Regions from separate parts of the Sus scrofa genome. Here region 2 is linked to region 1. The links are chromatin contacts, called in public HiChIP or PLAC-seq maps. All regions are on one chromosome and are shown on one strand. Each heading gives the region's core, a stretch centred on a gene start, on an enhancer-like site or on the middle of the called end of the contact. The rest is flanking DNA. Distances are from core to core; before and after follow the strand shown. Region 1 holds the start of UBXN1 (UBX domain-containing protein 1). Region 2 holds the start of ASRGL1 (isoaspartyl peptidase/L-asparaginase).

What was found. HiChIP or PLAC-seq counts read pairs in DNA pulled down with a chosen protein or histone mark.
Region 2: an H3K27ac HiChIP or PLAC-seq map of alveolar macrophages shows a contact between it and region 1. The contact joins the promoter of ASRGL1 here to the promoter of UBXN1 in region 1. A contact is called at or near these places in 1 of 5 promoter capture datasets (fetal liver) and 1 of 2 datasets of contacts at active chromatin or transcription factors (alveolar macrophages).

The regions. Positions count from the first base shown.
Region 1 is chr2:9,070,564-9,077,272 of Sscrofa11.1, reverse strand. UBXN1 (UBX domain-containing protein 1) reads right to left here and starts at 4,724. Exons shown (of 9, transcript XR_002341466.1): 1 at 4,236-4,724; 2 at 4,050-4,137; 3 at 3,857-3,910; 4 at 3,660-3,766; 5 at 3,504-3,573; 6 at 3,085-3,276; 7 at 2,941-2,992; 8 at 1,988-2,822; 9 at 1,678-1,816. LOC100621476 (ubiquinol-cytochrome-c reductase complex assembly factor 3) reads left to right here. Exons shown (of 2, transcript XM_003353827.3): 2 at 1-218.
Region 2 is chr2:9,351,668-9,358,880 of Sscrofa11.1, reverse strand. ASRGL1 (isoaspartyl peptidase/L-asparaginase) reads left to right here and starts at 5,497. Exons shown (of 7, transcript XM_005660800.3): 1 at 5,497-5,678; 2 at 6,258-6,461. The coding sequence starts at 6,269.

The DNA of each region.
Region 1 (6,709 bases), core at 3,475-5,974:
CTCTGAATTGGGTCATAGGATCTATTGGCGATGCCACTGAAGGGATGAGATAAAAGCTGTCAGTGGGGTGACAGCCCCATAGCCAGACCAACCAGTTCACTTCCCTTTTGTCTACCTTATGTCCTGTGGTTCCAAACAAGATTGGTGGTGGTGGTGGGGTGATGTTGGGGGGGGGGGGCAGCACCCTCGCTTTTATTAAATAAAGCTAGAACACTAAATAAAGCTTGGTGACACTGAGGTGTAAAGCCAGATGTGGGCATTGGTGCAGTTTTAAGTTACCTGATGGTGAAGTCATAAGTGGATGTATTTGTCAAGTGTGATCCTCACTTGTGGCCTCTTTCCCAGCCCAGGGGATGAGAGAAAAGAGGTCAGCAGCCATGTGAGGGAACACTAGGATCAGGTGATGGGAAGCAGCAAGAGGGGCTGTGTTGAAGGAACTTGGCAGTTTAGAGCCCGAGGCCTAGTCGGGCTCCCAGGTGGGTGTCTGTCTAGGTTCTACTACTTGCTACCTGTGCCGCTTCGGGCAAGCCTACACGTTGGTGTCCCAATCTGTAAAACGGGACCATTGGAGTTCTCTTGTGGCACCGTGGGTTGGGGATCTGGCATTGTCACTGCAGTGGCCCAGGGGTAACTGCTGTGGTTCAGGTTTGATCCCTGGCCTGGAAACTTCCACATACCCTGAACGTGGCCAAAAAGTAAAATAAAATAAAATGGGATAATGCACCACAACAGGAACTCCCTTTTTGGTTTGTTGTTCGTTTGTGTTCTGCTTTTTAGGGCTGCACCATATGGAAATTCCCAGGCTTGGGGTCAAATTGTAGCTGCAGTTGTTGGCTGACACAACTCATAGGAATGCCAGATCCTTAACCCACTGAGTGAGGCCAGGGATTGAACCCACAGCCCTACGGATACCAGTTGGGTTCATAACTGCTGAGCCACAACAGCAACTCAGAGATGCAGTTGTGAAAAGCATACTAATACACCTGTTTGTGAAAGGCCCTATTTTTTTTTTTTTTTTTTTTTTTTGTCTTTTTGCTTTTTCTAGGGCCACTTCCTGTGGCACATGGAGGTTCCCAGGCTAGGGGTCTAATCAGAGCTGTAGCCGCCTGCCTACACCAGGGCCATAGCCACACGGGATCCGAGCCGCGTCTGTGACCTACACCACAGCTCACAGCGACGCCGGATCCTTAACCCACTGAGCAAGGCCAGGGATCGAACCCGAAACCTCATGGCTCCTAGTCAGATTCATTAACCACTGTGCCAGGACGGGAACTCCAAGGCCCTATTTTTTTAAATTACCCCTTTCGGTAGCTAATACTTATTGGAGACTTATTAGGTGCCAAGCACTGTACTAAAGCACCTTGTGTCAGTATTATTTAACCCTCTACAACTCCAATTAACAGATACTATCATCTCTGCTTTACTAAAGAAGAAACTAGGCTTAATTATAGAAGGCGCGTCGCTAGTAAGGATTTCAGGCTTCGGCCCTGCCTTACCCACAGCAGCAAAAGGTGCTCCCCAGTGGACTCCCCATACTCCACCTCCCCCTCAACCTCTGCGCAACCTCTCAGACCTAGAGATTAGAAACCAGTTTCCCTTGGAAACATAAAATGAGGAATAGGGTCTATTCTAAATGTCTTCCTTCCTTCCTAGCCATTCAGGAAGGAGTCAGGCACATACAGAACTCAGAGGGTCTATTTATTAGGAAGATGTCAGTGCTTTATCAAAGATGGAAAAGTCAGAGAGGGATGGTGGGAAAAGGCCTCTCAGCTGGGACATTTCTTGGCCACAATGAGGACAGCAGAAGGCACAAGTCCTGAAGATGGAAGAAAACAGGTGTGAACCACAGCAATACCTGCTTCTTGCCTCCCCCAAGTTCCTGGCCTCGCACCATCTCCACAAGGTCCCTTCTCTTTGCACCTCCCCTTCCCTCCTCATGGATGCCTCCTATCCCCCAAATCCTGGTTTCTGGTGCCACGTGTCATACCCAGCTCCTGCAGAGGCCGCTCCATGTCAGCTTCTGAGAAGGCCCGCCGGGGGAAGCCACTGAGCAACTGCACAGGGTCCTGGCCCCCTCCTAGCTCCTCCCCACGGTGGAGCTCCACATAGAGCCTGACGGCCGCCAGCTGTTCCCGTGCCCGGAACGTCTGGGTCAGGGAAGTCCCATCTGGCAGCCTGACCTAGAGAGCAGGAGAGATGGTACTGTGAGCGTCAAAGCTGAGTAGGGGGCCCAGGTAAGGAGAAGAAGAGCAATGATGGCTTCTCTTCCTCTCTGAGACTGAACCAGCAAAATTACTATTTAAAGCATCTAAATGACCAACCACTGAGGTTCGGCTTTACTGAATGCTGGAGAGAGACTCCCGACTTATTCACAGTTTATGGAAAACAAGGACAAGATTATACCATATACCTGGACAGATCCCACAGCATGCAAACAGCTGTATAATAAACCAAATGAAAACATTATGAACAAATAAAAAGGTAAACTGCTGAATAAGAGACGGGTATGGATTTAAATAAGACTGGGGCGAGTGAAATTTGATACCGTTCCTAAGAGCAGAGGAGATAGGATTGCAAAAGTCATTTACAAAAAAGGGAGAGGTTTGGCAAAGGGGAACATAACTGAAAAAAGCTCCGGGCTGAGTTGGGTCCCTTAGAAACCAACGAAGGGGTCCCAGGAGCATGACAGGAATCAGAATCAGTACCTGGATGCGACACTGGTCATACTCCCGCTTCGTGGGAGGCTCCTGGCTGGGAGAGGCGGGAACAGGACCTGGCTCTGTCGTAGGTGGGGGTGGCTGAGAACCCACACTACCCCCATACTGGAGGACAAAGGAGATAAAACAATCAGGCACCAAGGCCACCCTTTCCTCCTCTGAAGCCAGAAAAGCTTCCTGACCCACCTACTTCATCATCCTCAGGCTCTTCCCAATCACCTACCTTCTTGGCTCTCTCTGCTTTGTCCCTTTCGATCTTTTCTCGGACTCTTTGTCTGGAACGCAGACAGGAACAAAGCAGGTCAGACACGGACAGAACAAATCCTGATTCCTTCCTCATCTCAGCCAACAGTCCCAGCACCCAGACCTGGCCGCTAACTCTTCAGCCTTTTCCCTCCGCCGCTCCTCAGCAGCCCGGCGCATCTCATCCTCCTGGAGCCGCTGTCGGGCAGCTGACAACTCCTGCCCTTGTCTCCTGCGCTGCCGTTCGCGTTCCAGGGCCTCCCGCTCCTCTCTCTCTTCACGTTCCCGCTGCTTCTGGGCCAGCAGCTCCAACATCCTGTGGCGCAGCAAGTTCAAGAGAAATGAATGTAAACTGGGAGTTTATGACGGCAGTCTCAGGAAAACAAAATCTGCGAACACGGTCCCAAAACAGATGGAAGACTCAAAGAGGAAAAAGCCAAGAAAGACAGAGGGAAGGCGGAAAGTTCGAGGTTCTTTGATCAGACTTGTGTACTGGGGAGAAGTGGGAGGTGACCCTCAGGAATGTGGGCTTGTTTCTCACACCTCTTAGTCTGTTCCTGTCTTTCCTCTTCACTCAACGGGGGTTTGCCTTCTCCGGCAGCAGACCCAGGTCCTGCAAAGAAACAATCAGTGTTATTACTCGTTCAGCCTCCTTCTCGGGCCCTCCTGAATAATCACGCTGTGTCCCTCAGTCAGGACCTTCGGGGCTACTTTGCTCCGAAGGGGTGGGTTCCCGTCCCAGGACATGTCCAAGGGGGGTCGCTAGTGGCTCGTCCACATCGGGGTCGTCTTCGTGCTCCATCAACCTGGCGGGGAAAGTCAGGAGGAAGGTCATAACGTTGAGACTGCCCCTCCCAGCCGCCCCCAGGCCCCTTGCACCCGGTCTCAGCTCTCACCAGTCCATCGCAGCCTCGATGCCCTGGTTCCCTGTGAGGGCCAGAGCCTTCTCCCTGGGGGCAGAAACACCGTGAATAGCGCCCACCAGCCATGGCGCTCATCAGGCTGGGGCGGAGAGCCTGAGGCCAGGCTGGGGCAAAGGCCTGGGCAGGTCCGCGACCCCCGCGGTCCCGCGTTAGGGGGCTCCCTTACGCGCGTCCCCTGGGGAAGCCCATCTCGATGAGACTCTCCAGAGCCGTCAGCTCCGCCATGACGCCGCCACCGCCGCTTCCGCGGGGACCTGGAGGGACGAGGAGGGTGGAGGGGGTCGGCGTGGTGCGCCCCCCGCCGGCGCGCAATCCCGCCTCCAAAGCCCCAGCCCGGGGCTCGCTTACTCACCGGCAGCGGCCCGGCCGCGGACACTGACGAGAAGAAAGCCCGGGGGAAGCGGAAGTGCCCGAATCTGTTTGGGTCACGTGGAGGCGGCCGTGGACGGGTGCCGCAGAGAGCCAGACCACGCGGGCCCGGCCCGGCCGCCCCCGCCCAGAGCGGACCCCGACCGGCGGCGCGTGGGAGTCGCGGACGGGAGGGGACGCCACCGCTCCACATCCTCAGCCGAGGCGCCTTGGCGGTGGTGGAGAGGAAGGATGATGCCCCCCTGAAACCCATGGGCCCATGAAGCCAGTTCCCGATACGACCCCTTAGCGAAACCGTTTGGAAAGTTATAGAGCAATGTCCATAGAAATGCATGCGCTCTTTGACCTGCTCATCCTCTGGGGGGAGTTGAGCCATCCTCCGCCCCCACTGCCAAAGCGATCTTTGCAAAACACAATATCTGATTAGATCCTGTCATCACCTCCCTGATTAAGACTTCTCCATGAGGCGTTCCCATCATGGCGCAGTGGTTAAGGAATCCGACTAGGAACCATGAGGTTGCAGGTTCGATCCCTGGCCTTGCTCAGTGGGTTAAGGATCCGGCATTGCTCTGAGCTGTGGTATGGGTCGCAGCCGCAGCTCGGATCCCAAGGTTGTGGTGGCTACAGCTCTGACTGGACCCCTAGCCTGGGAACCTCCATATGCCCAGGAGCGGCCCAAGAAATGGCAAAAAGACAAAAACAAAAAACAAAACAAAAAAAACCCACTTCTCCGTGAGAAGTTCCTGTTGTGGAGCCGGGGAAACGAACCTGACTGGTATCCATGAAGATGCCGTTCCGTTGGTGGGTTTAGGGTCTGGCATTGCTGTGAGCTGTGGTGTAGGTTGTGACTTGGATCTGGCGTGGCTGTGGCTGTGGCTGTGACCGGCAGCTACAGCTCCTATTTGACCTCTATCCTGGGAACCTCTATATGCCATGCCATGAGTTCGGCTCAGAAAAAGACTTCTCTGTGACACCCCAGTCTCCCAGGAGGAAACTTAAATGCCAGTAGTCTGGCAACCTCCTACCCGATTTTTTGTTTGTTTGTTTGTTTGTTTGTTAATGTCCCATTTGTAAAGCGAGGATAACCATAGCACGAACCTTAGGCACCAGACAAAACTGTACTGTGTAAATGTTGGTAGTTAGTATTGAGTTCATCCCCCATCACTTGAGGTTACCTAGTGCAGATTGCAAAACAGGCCTTCTAGTTCTTCCTGGCTTTTGCACATACCAGTTCTTCTGTCTGGGTTTTCCTGCCTCTTCTGTGGCAGGAAATAACCCCCAGTCACCTTTTGGACTGGACTCTGGGTTTGCTTTCTGAGGGAATCCTGCTTTGACCACCCCCTCTCCACCTCCTAGCTCCAGTATTTATTCCATTAACATTTAGCCCCCTGCTATGTAGTCTTGTTGACTGCTTAGCCCTCCATCGCCCCCTATGCTGTTAGGTCCCTTAAGTTAAAGGTAACTTTAAATATTTATTAGGAGGCAGAGTAATAATAAGTTACTGGTATCAATAATATATGCACCAGAGATTGTTATAGTTGATGTATATTTAGTCATCACAACAGTCCATGTGCTATAGAAACTATTATCGATCACAGGAAATAGGCACAGAAAGATCATTTACTGAAGGTCACAGAGCTAGTAAGGAGTAGCACGAGGATTCAGACCTACTGAGTGTGCATTCATGAGACTGCTATGCTATGCTGCCTCACTGTGGTGGAGCAAAGAGCATCAGCTTTGGAGTTGGGCAGTTTGGGCTGAAATCCCAACTCAGCGCCTTACTTATGGTTTCAAATCCGTTAGAACCTTAAACGTCTCATCTGTGAAAATGTGAAACCATCTTTTGGAATGATTTGTGATAGAGATCAAGTGAGAACGCATGTAAAACATATCTTTAAATAATGAGATAGTAGGCCCTCATTATTTGTAAATGAATAAATGCTGAGGAAATACAGGGTCAATTAAAACAATTTTTTTTTTCCTTTTTCTGTCTTTTTTGCCTTTTCTAGGGCCGCTTCTGCGGCATATGGAGGTTCCCAGGCTAGGGGTCTAATCAGAGCTGCGAGAGCCACAGCAACGCCAGATCTGAGCCGAGTCTGCAACCTACACCACAGCTCACAGCAACGCCGGGTCCTTAACCCACTGAGCAAGGCCAGGGATCGAACCCAAAACCTCATGGTTCCCAGTCGGATTCCCGCTGAGCCACGACGGGAACTCCCCCCCACCAAAAAAATTTTTTTTTTTCTTTTGGGGGCTGCACCCTTAACATCATGCAGAAGTTCCAGGGCCAGGAATCCGACCTGTGCCACAGCAGTGACAATGCCAGATCCTGTGTGTGTGTGTGTGTGTGCGTGCGCGTGCACGCACGCGTGCCCACACGCACACTTTTTAGGGCTGAACCCATGGCACATGGAGATTCCCAGGCTGGGGTTCAAATAGCTGCTGGCCTACACCACA
Region 2 (7,213 bases), core at 4,248-6,747, 280 kb before region 1:
AAAGGGAGAAATATCCCCCAAAAGTTCAATAGTGAGCAGCTCCAAGTGGTGGAATTACAGCCATTTTTATTTTGTTCTTTATACTTTGCCAGGCCTTGTCCCTAAAAAATACACCCCTTTACCTGAAAATGTATTTGTGCATCTTATTTAGAATTCCCAGTGTTATTTCATTTAGAGGAGGATCTCTCCTTATGCAAATAAAACAAGTATGTTCTCTTACTCAGAAGTTGAGCTTCGAATTATAATTGCTAACCGTCAGTATCCCTGGGACCCTCAAACTTCAGCCCAACCCCTGTCCAGGGCTGAAGCCTACCCCCCTGAATGAAGTTGGCCCATTTTTTATTCAATAAGCATTTTTGAGCAGTCACTGTGTACCAGGCTCCATGCCAGGCATTAAGTAGTGAACACAACAGCCCTGATGGTGCCCTCATGGGGCTGTTACTAGCTCTAAGCGCCAGCCACCCACCCCCAAAGAAGGCAGCAATGTGACTCTGCCAGAAAAAATGGGTTCCAGGCACCTCTATCTGAAATCCAGTGTTTTTCTCCCATGGCAACAAGTGGTGTCAACCGATCAGCTCACAAATATCCAGATCGCTCCAGTTTTATTTCTCCCAAGAGCTGTGGCCCTCGACTGCCGAGAATTTGTTTTTTTTTCTGAGTCTCTGAATCACTTGTTTTTTGTTTTTTGTTTTTGCTTTTTAGGGCTGCACCCACAGAATATGGCAGTTTCCAGGCTAGGGGTCATATCCGAGCTACAGTTATAGGCCTACACTGCAGCCATGGCAACGCAGGATCTGAGATGTGTCTGAGACCTACACCACAGCCCACGGCAACACTGGATCCCTAACCCACTGAGGGAGGCCAGGGATCGAACCCACATCTTCATGGCCACTAGTCAGGTTCATTTCCGCTGCACCGCAACGGGAACTCCCTGAGCCATTTGTTCTTTATCCAACATTTATGAAAACCTCCAGAGAGCCAGGCATGGTTCTGGCCTCGTGTTGCAAAGTGAAAACTGTCAAGGTTCCTGCCCGTAAGATGCTCTTCGCTTAGTCTGTGGACAGAAAAACCCACCCAAAGACCATGATCGGCTCTGGAAGTTTCTATGGAAAAGATGTGCATGGCGCTCTGGGAGGCGCTATGGCAGGAGGCTCTTCATTGAGAACCGCTATCCATGCTGCGAATTTATTGGGGGGAGGCTAATTTTATTTTATTTTATCTTTTTTTTTTTGGCTGAGCTCATGGCATGTGGAAGTTCCCAAGCCAGGGATCGAACCCCCACCTCAGTTGCAACCTGCACCATGGCCGTGGCAACACCGGATCCTTAACCCTGCGCCACACGGCAACTTCCTTGGGGGTCTGATTTTAATCACTTCCAGCCTATTTCCATTCTCTCCCCAGATAGACTGCGCTGGGCACTTCAAAAACAAAAGCTCATTCGTTATTCATAGAACATTGGAATAAAAAAAAAAAAAAAAAAGGAAAGCCGAAAATGGCACAGATTTCCCAACCTCCTACTCTGGATCCCATGAAGAATACTGTCACCAGCCTCAGGCTGGATAAGTTTACAAGGGACAAGATCTCAATGGTTCCTTTTAGACCAATGGTCCTCAAAGGATGCTCCTGAGAACTGCCACAGTGGCAACAGCAGCATCGCCTAAGAGCTCATTAGCAGTATCTCCTAGGAAATGCAAATTCTTGGGTCCAACTCCAGACCTACTGTATCTGAAATGCTGGAGTAGGCCGCAGTAGTCTGTATGTCACCGCCAATGAATTATTATTATTGAAGTATAATTGATTTACAATGTTGTGTTAATTTCTGCTGTTCGGCAAAGTGATTTAGTTACACATAGATATACATTCATTTTTTTTTTTCTTTCTGGTTTTTGTTTTTGTTTTGTTTCTTGTTTCGGTCTTTCTAGGGCCACACCCTTGGCAAATGGAGGTTCCCAGGCTAGGGGTTGAATTGGAGCTGCAGCCACTGGCCTACACCAAAGCCACAGCAATGACAGAGCCAAGCTGCGTCTGTGACCTACACCACAGCTCACGGCAACACCGAATCCTTAACCCACTGATCGAGGCCAGGGATTGAACCCACAACCTCATGGTTCCTAGTCAGATTAGTTTCCGATGTGCCACAATGGGACCTCCCGTTTTTTTATTTCTTTTCTTTTCTTTCTTTCTTTTTTCTTCTTTTTCTTTTTCTTTTTTTTTTTTTTTTTTCCGTCCTTTTCTAGGGACGCACCTGCAGCCTATGGAGGTTCCCAGGCTAGGGGTCAAATCAGAGCTGTAGCCACCGGCATACACCAGATCCACAGTAACCCAGGACGGCATACACCAGATCCACAGTAACCCAGGATCCGAGCTGCGTCTGCAACCTACACCACAGCTTATGGCAACACCAGACCCTTAACCTATTGAGCAAAGCCAGGGATCGAACCCACAACCTCATGGTTCCTAATCGGATTTGTTAACCACTAAGCCACGTCGGGAACTCTCAATTTTTTTTTTTTTTTTTTTTTTTTTTTTTTTTTTTTTTTTGATGGCTGCACCCATGGCATATGGAAGTTCCCAGGCCAGAGAGTAAATCCCAGCCGCAGCTGTGGCAACAGGAGATCCTTTAACCAACTGCCAGCCAGACCAAACCTGCCCCTCCACAGGGACCTAGGCTGCTGCCATCAGATTCTTAATCCACTGCAACACATTAGGAACTCCTGTATTCTTTTTTAAAATATTCTTTTCCATTATGGCTTCTCATAGGATATTGAGGCAGTTCCCGTTGAGTCTCAGAGGGAACATATCTGACTAGCATCCATGAGGTCACAGGTTTGATTCCTGGCCTCGCTCAGTGGGTTAAGGATCTGGCATTGCGGTGAGCTGTGGTGTGATCAAAGATGTGGCTTGGATCCAGTGTTGCTGTAGCTGTGGTGTAGGGCTGTGGCTACAGCTCCAATTTGACCCCTAGCCTGGGAACCTCCATATGCCTCGGGTGTGGCCCTAAAAAACAATTAAAAAGATATTGCATATAGTTCCCTGTGCTATACAGTTGTCTATCCATTCTCTATATAATAGCTCACATCTGCTAACCTCAGCCTCCCCCTCTCCCACTCCAACCATCTCTCAACCCTCTCCCTCTTGGCAACCACAGTGATTCTGACACTGGATAAAGTCTGAGACTATGGCTGGGTTACATGGTTCTCACCCTTCCCATCACAGGGGTCAGGGTTCAGGACTGGGGGCACCGTCCCCCAGGTGGATCCTAATGTTGACTGTGCAGCCCCAGGACATGACCGGTGCCCACATCCTTGGTGAAATTCCCCCACCTTATCTATCAGCACAGAAGCGGCTGCTTATCTGTCCCTCTCTTTCAAGGCTGTAACAACAGAAGAGAAGGGGACCCATATCACTCAGGGTCTCATTTCCTTCTAAGACCTCTTGAGACTGTTACCGACACAGCCAGCTTATCTTCTTGGGGAAGCCAGTTTAACAAATTTGGGTCTTGCTGACCCCATATAAAGTTACGCTTTGGTTCATGCCGCATTTTGAACCAAAATGTACTATTTGAAGAGTTAAGAAAAAGCAGCGACAGAGTTAGGAGTTGTCCAGCAGACTGAAACCTTAACGTCTTTTCTCAAAAAGCAAATCCAGTCAAGTTGCAATCGTAGCAGGAGGAACTGCGGGTTTCCTGGTCAAGGTTACAGTATGGCACATTTTGGGCTGAGGCAGGCCTCCTTTCCAGGGCCTTGACTTTAGACAGATGTTGAGTTTATCTTCATCCCCTGGCTTGTGCTGTCAAACTGGGTCCCTAAGAGGTACCCCAGGGACAGAGGGATGAAGGCTGGTCTTCCAAGTAGCTGCAGATCAGCCACAACTTGATTATGACACACAGATGCAACTACCCAGAGAAGAAAGAGAAAGAAGTTTCTAGAGTAAAAAAAAAAACAAAAAAAAACAAAAAAAACTTAAAAGAGACACGTGCACCCGCATGTTCATTGCAGCACTATTCACAAGAGCCAGGACATGGAAACAACCCAAATGTCCATCGACAGATGATTGGATTCGGAAGATGTGGTATATATACACAATGGAATACTACTCAGCCATAAAAAAGAATGACATAATGCCATTTGCAGCAACATGGATGGAACTAGAGAATCTCATCCTGAGTGAAATGAACCAGAAAGACAAAGACGAATACCATATGATATCACTTATAACTGGAATCTAATATCCAGCACAAATGAACATCTCCTCAGAAAAGAAAATCATGGACTTGGAGAAGAGACTTGTGGCTGCCTGATGGGAGGGGGAGGGAGTGGGAGGGATCAGGAGCTTGGGCTTATCAGACACAACTTAGAATAGATTTACAAGGAGATCCTGCTGAATAGCATTGAGAACTTTGTCTAGATACTCATGTTGCAACAGAACAAAGGGTGGGGGAAAAAATGTAATTGTAATGTATACATGTAAGGATAACCTGACCCCCTTGCTATACAGTGGGAAAATAAAAAATAAAAAAAATTTAAAAAAAGAAGTTTCTAGAGTGCCTTTTGCGAGAAACAGTCCAGTGTTGAGAGCACTTTCATAGCTTCCTGGCTGTCTAGGGGAAATTTCATAAGCAACAATTGCCAAATGCAGAGCTGTGTTAGCCAGAGCAGTCAGAAAGTCAATGAGATACTTTGGGTTGCTTATGGCTTCTCATCCAGATCGCTGTGGACTCTGACAAAAGGACTTAGAAAAGGACTTTGTGCTCTCTGCATGTAGTGTCTGCTGCTTATGTCTCCCAGGTCAAAGCTTCAGGCCCCGTGAGCTTTTGTGGGCTATTTTACATAATAGAATAATGTATCCATAAGTTCATGCCGTTAATCTAGCATCTCACAGTTGCCTTAGGGGATAGAAAAGTAAACTTCTATTTTTAGGTCGCCATGGTAACAGTAATCTAGGGCAATTTGGTGGGGGGGGGGTGAATACGGGTGATTGGTTCAATCATCTAGGGGGTCAGAGCCTTAAAGGAACGCTCTGGGACAAGGAGGAGGAAAAGTGTCCACAAAAAATCAGGGCACTTGTAGTTGAAGGAATTTACAGCTGGGATCCTGAGGTTCAGAGGAGGGGTTTCAGACCCTTCAGTGCACCCCAGGCACAGATCCAGAACAATTACAGAGTTTATCTTTCTGTTCTTTATCAAATGTTAAGCGGAGAGAACATTGAAAGGAAGAGATTGCGTTTAAAAGAATAACTAGCAAGGCTAGGAAACACTTCTGGCCGAAGAAGGATTTTAGTGTGTGCAGCGAGGCATCACTTCACCCATCTCGCCAACGCCACCACACCATCCCAGTTTCATAAGCAGGAGGAGTGCCCTGCATCCCACTGGGTAGCTCGCATACGTGAAGAGCCAGCATAACCCCTGTCCTAGGAGCCGGACAGCCGGAGTCCAGCCCTCAGTGGCGACGCGGACAGAAGAGCTTGTGCTGCGGCCGCCAGTAGAGGCTTTACGGTAATTCGCGGGGCGGGGCCCGGCCTTCGCGCGCAGGCGCGCAGCCGTTGCGGGTCCAGTGGTTGCGAGCAGAGCGGTTTCCCGAGTGGCTCCGCTGGGAGGGACTGGGCTGTGCAGGTTCCGAGGCCGGCGGGCAACTCCGCCCGGCCTGAAGCCCCGGCGTCCGCCTCCTTCACCGTCCTTGGTAGGTGGACGGCCCTGCGGGAGCCTCGCCAGAGACCCGGGGAAGCACCCGTCGCGGTGCCGGGCGCTGGAGGCGGGAGGGCGCCGGCGAGATCGCGACCTCAGGCGCCCCTGACTCCGCGGCGGGGGTGGGAGCGGGGAACGGGTCTCCCCAGGAAACCGAGGCCCGATGTGGGACCCGGGAGGAAGCCTGGAGCGGAGGTTCCGGGCGCCTTCCCCGCCCCTCCCGGGCCGAGGACCCAGCCTGGGACGGGAGCCGGGGTTTCCCGGGGACTCTGAGCCCGGAGGAGGCGGCGAGGAGGGGGTGCGGGCTCCGGGGAGGGGAGCATCGCCCCACCACCGCGAGTCCGGCAGGTGCCTCCGGCCGGGGCCGGGCGATCTGCGCTTTTCGTGCAAAGTTCAGGCCTCGCTGCCTCTGCCCTTCGTACTCCCTGGATCTCAGGAATTTGCCTGCGGCTGTAAACCTTGCATCCCACCCCACCCCTGCCCAGTAGAAACCGAACCTTGTCCCCAGCAGGAGACGTTAGCTCCGTGCGGTTTGGGGCCCGCTTGAAACGACTTTCATCTTCCTGACCCCTAGGATCCGTCGCCATGAATTCCGCCGTCATCGTGGTCCACGGCGGCGGAGCCAGCTGCATCTCCAAGGACCGGAAAGAGCGGGTCCGCCAGGGCATCGTCAAAGCCGCCACCGTGGGTTACAACATCCTCAAAGAAGGAGGGAGCGCCGTTGACGCTGTGGAAGGAGCCGTCGTTGTCCTGGAAGACGATGCCGAGTTCAACGCAGGTAGGTTTGCCCTGCAGCCAGCAACTGCTGCCAGACCGGAGTAAGCTTGTCCCCACCCCCACCCCCAAATAAATAGGACCTTTCTCAGTGGAGCTCTTCTGCTTTATGGTAAAAATCTAATATGCTGAAGAGATTCCATTTTTCTCTCCTTACCTGTTGACCAAGTTGCTTTAAAGAACCGTAAAATTCGTTCTGCACCCCATTTTCTTTACCCGGCTTCTTAGAATTCACATACCAAGGGCCTTTTTTATTCCATCTTTTTAGGGGGCAGGGGTTGGCTCCTGTTGGGTGGTAATCTCAGAAGCTGCCAGGTGTAATCTAACAGGGAGGAACTGAAGAAAAAGGCAGACCACTCCAGGTTGGTAGGTGGCAGGTTTAATAAGCATGGAACATACAGAAGAGGCTTGTCTTGCAAGATAAATAGACCTCTTTCTGAACCAGCCAGAATCTTAAAAGCCATGTGGTCTTTTTTTTTTTTTTTTTTTCCTTTTTTTTTTCTTTTTAGGGCTGCACCCATGGCATATGGAGATTCCCAGGCTAGGGGTCAAATTGGAGCTGCCGGCCTACACCACAGCTCACAGCAACGCGGAATCCTTAACCCACTGAGCAGGGCCAGGGATCAAACATGCGTCCTCATGGATGCTAGTCAGATTTGTTAACTGCTGAGCCACGATGGGAACTCCTTATTTTATTTATTTATTTTTTTAAGCCGCATGGAGCTCTTATCTGGGTCCAGTCACATAAACCACCCC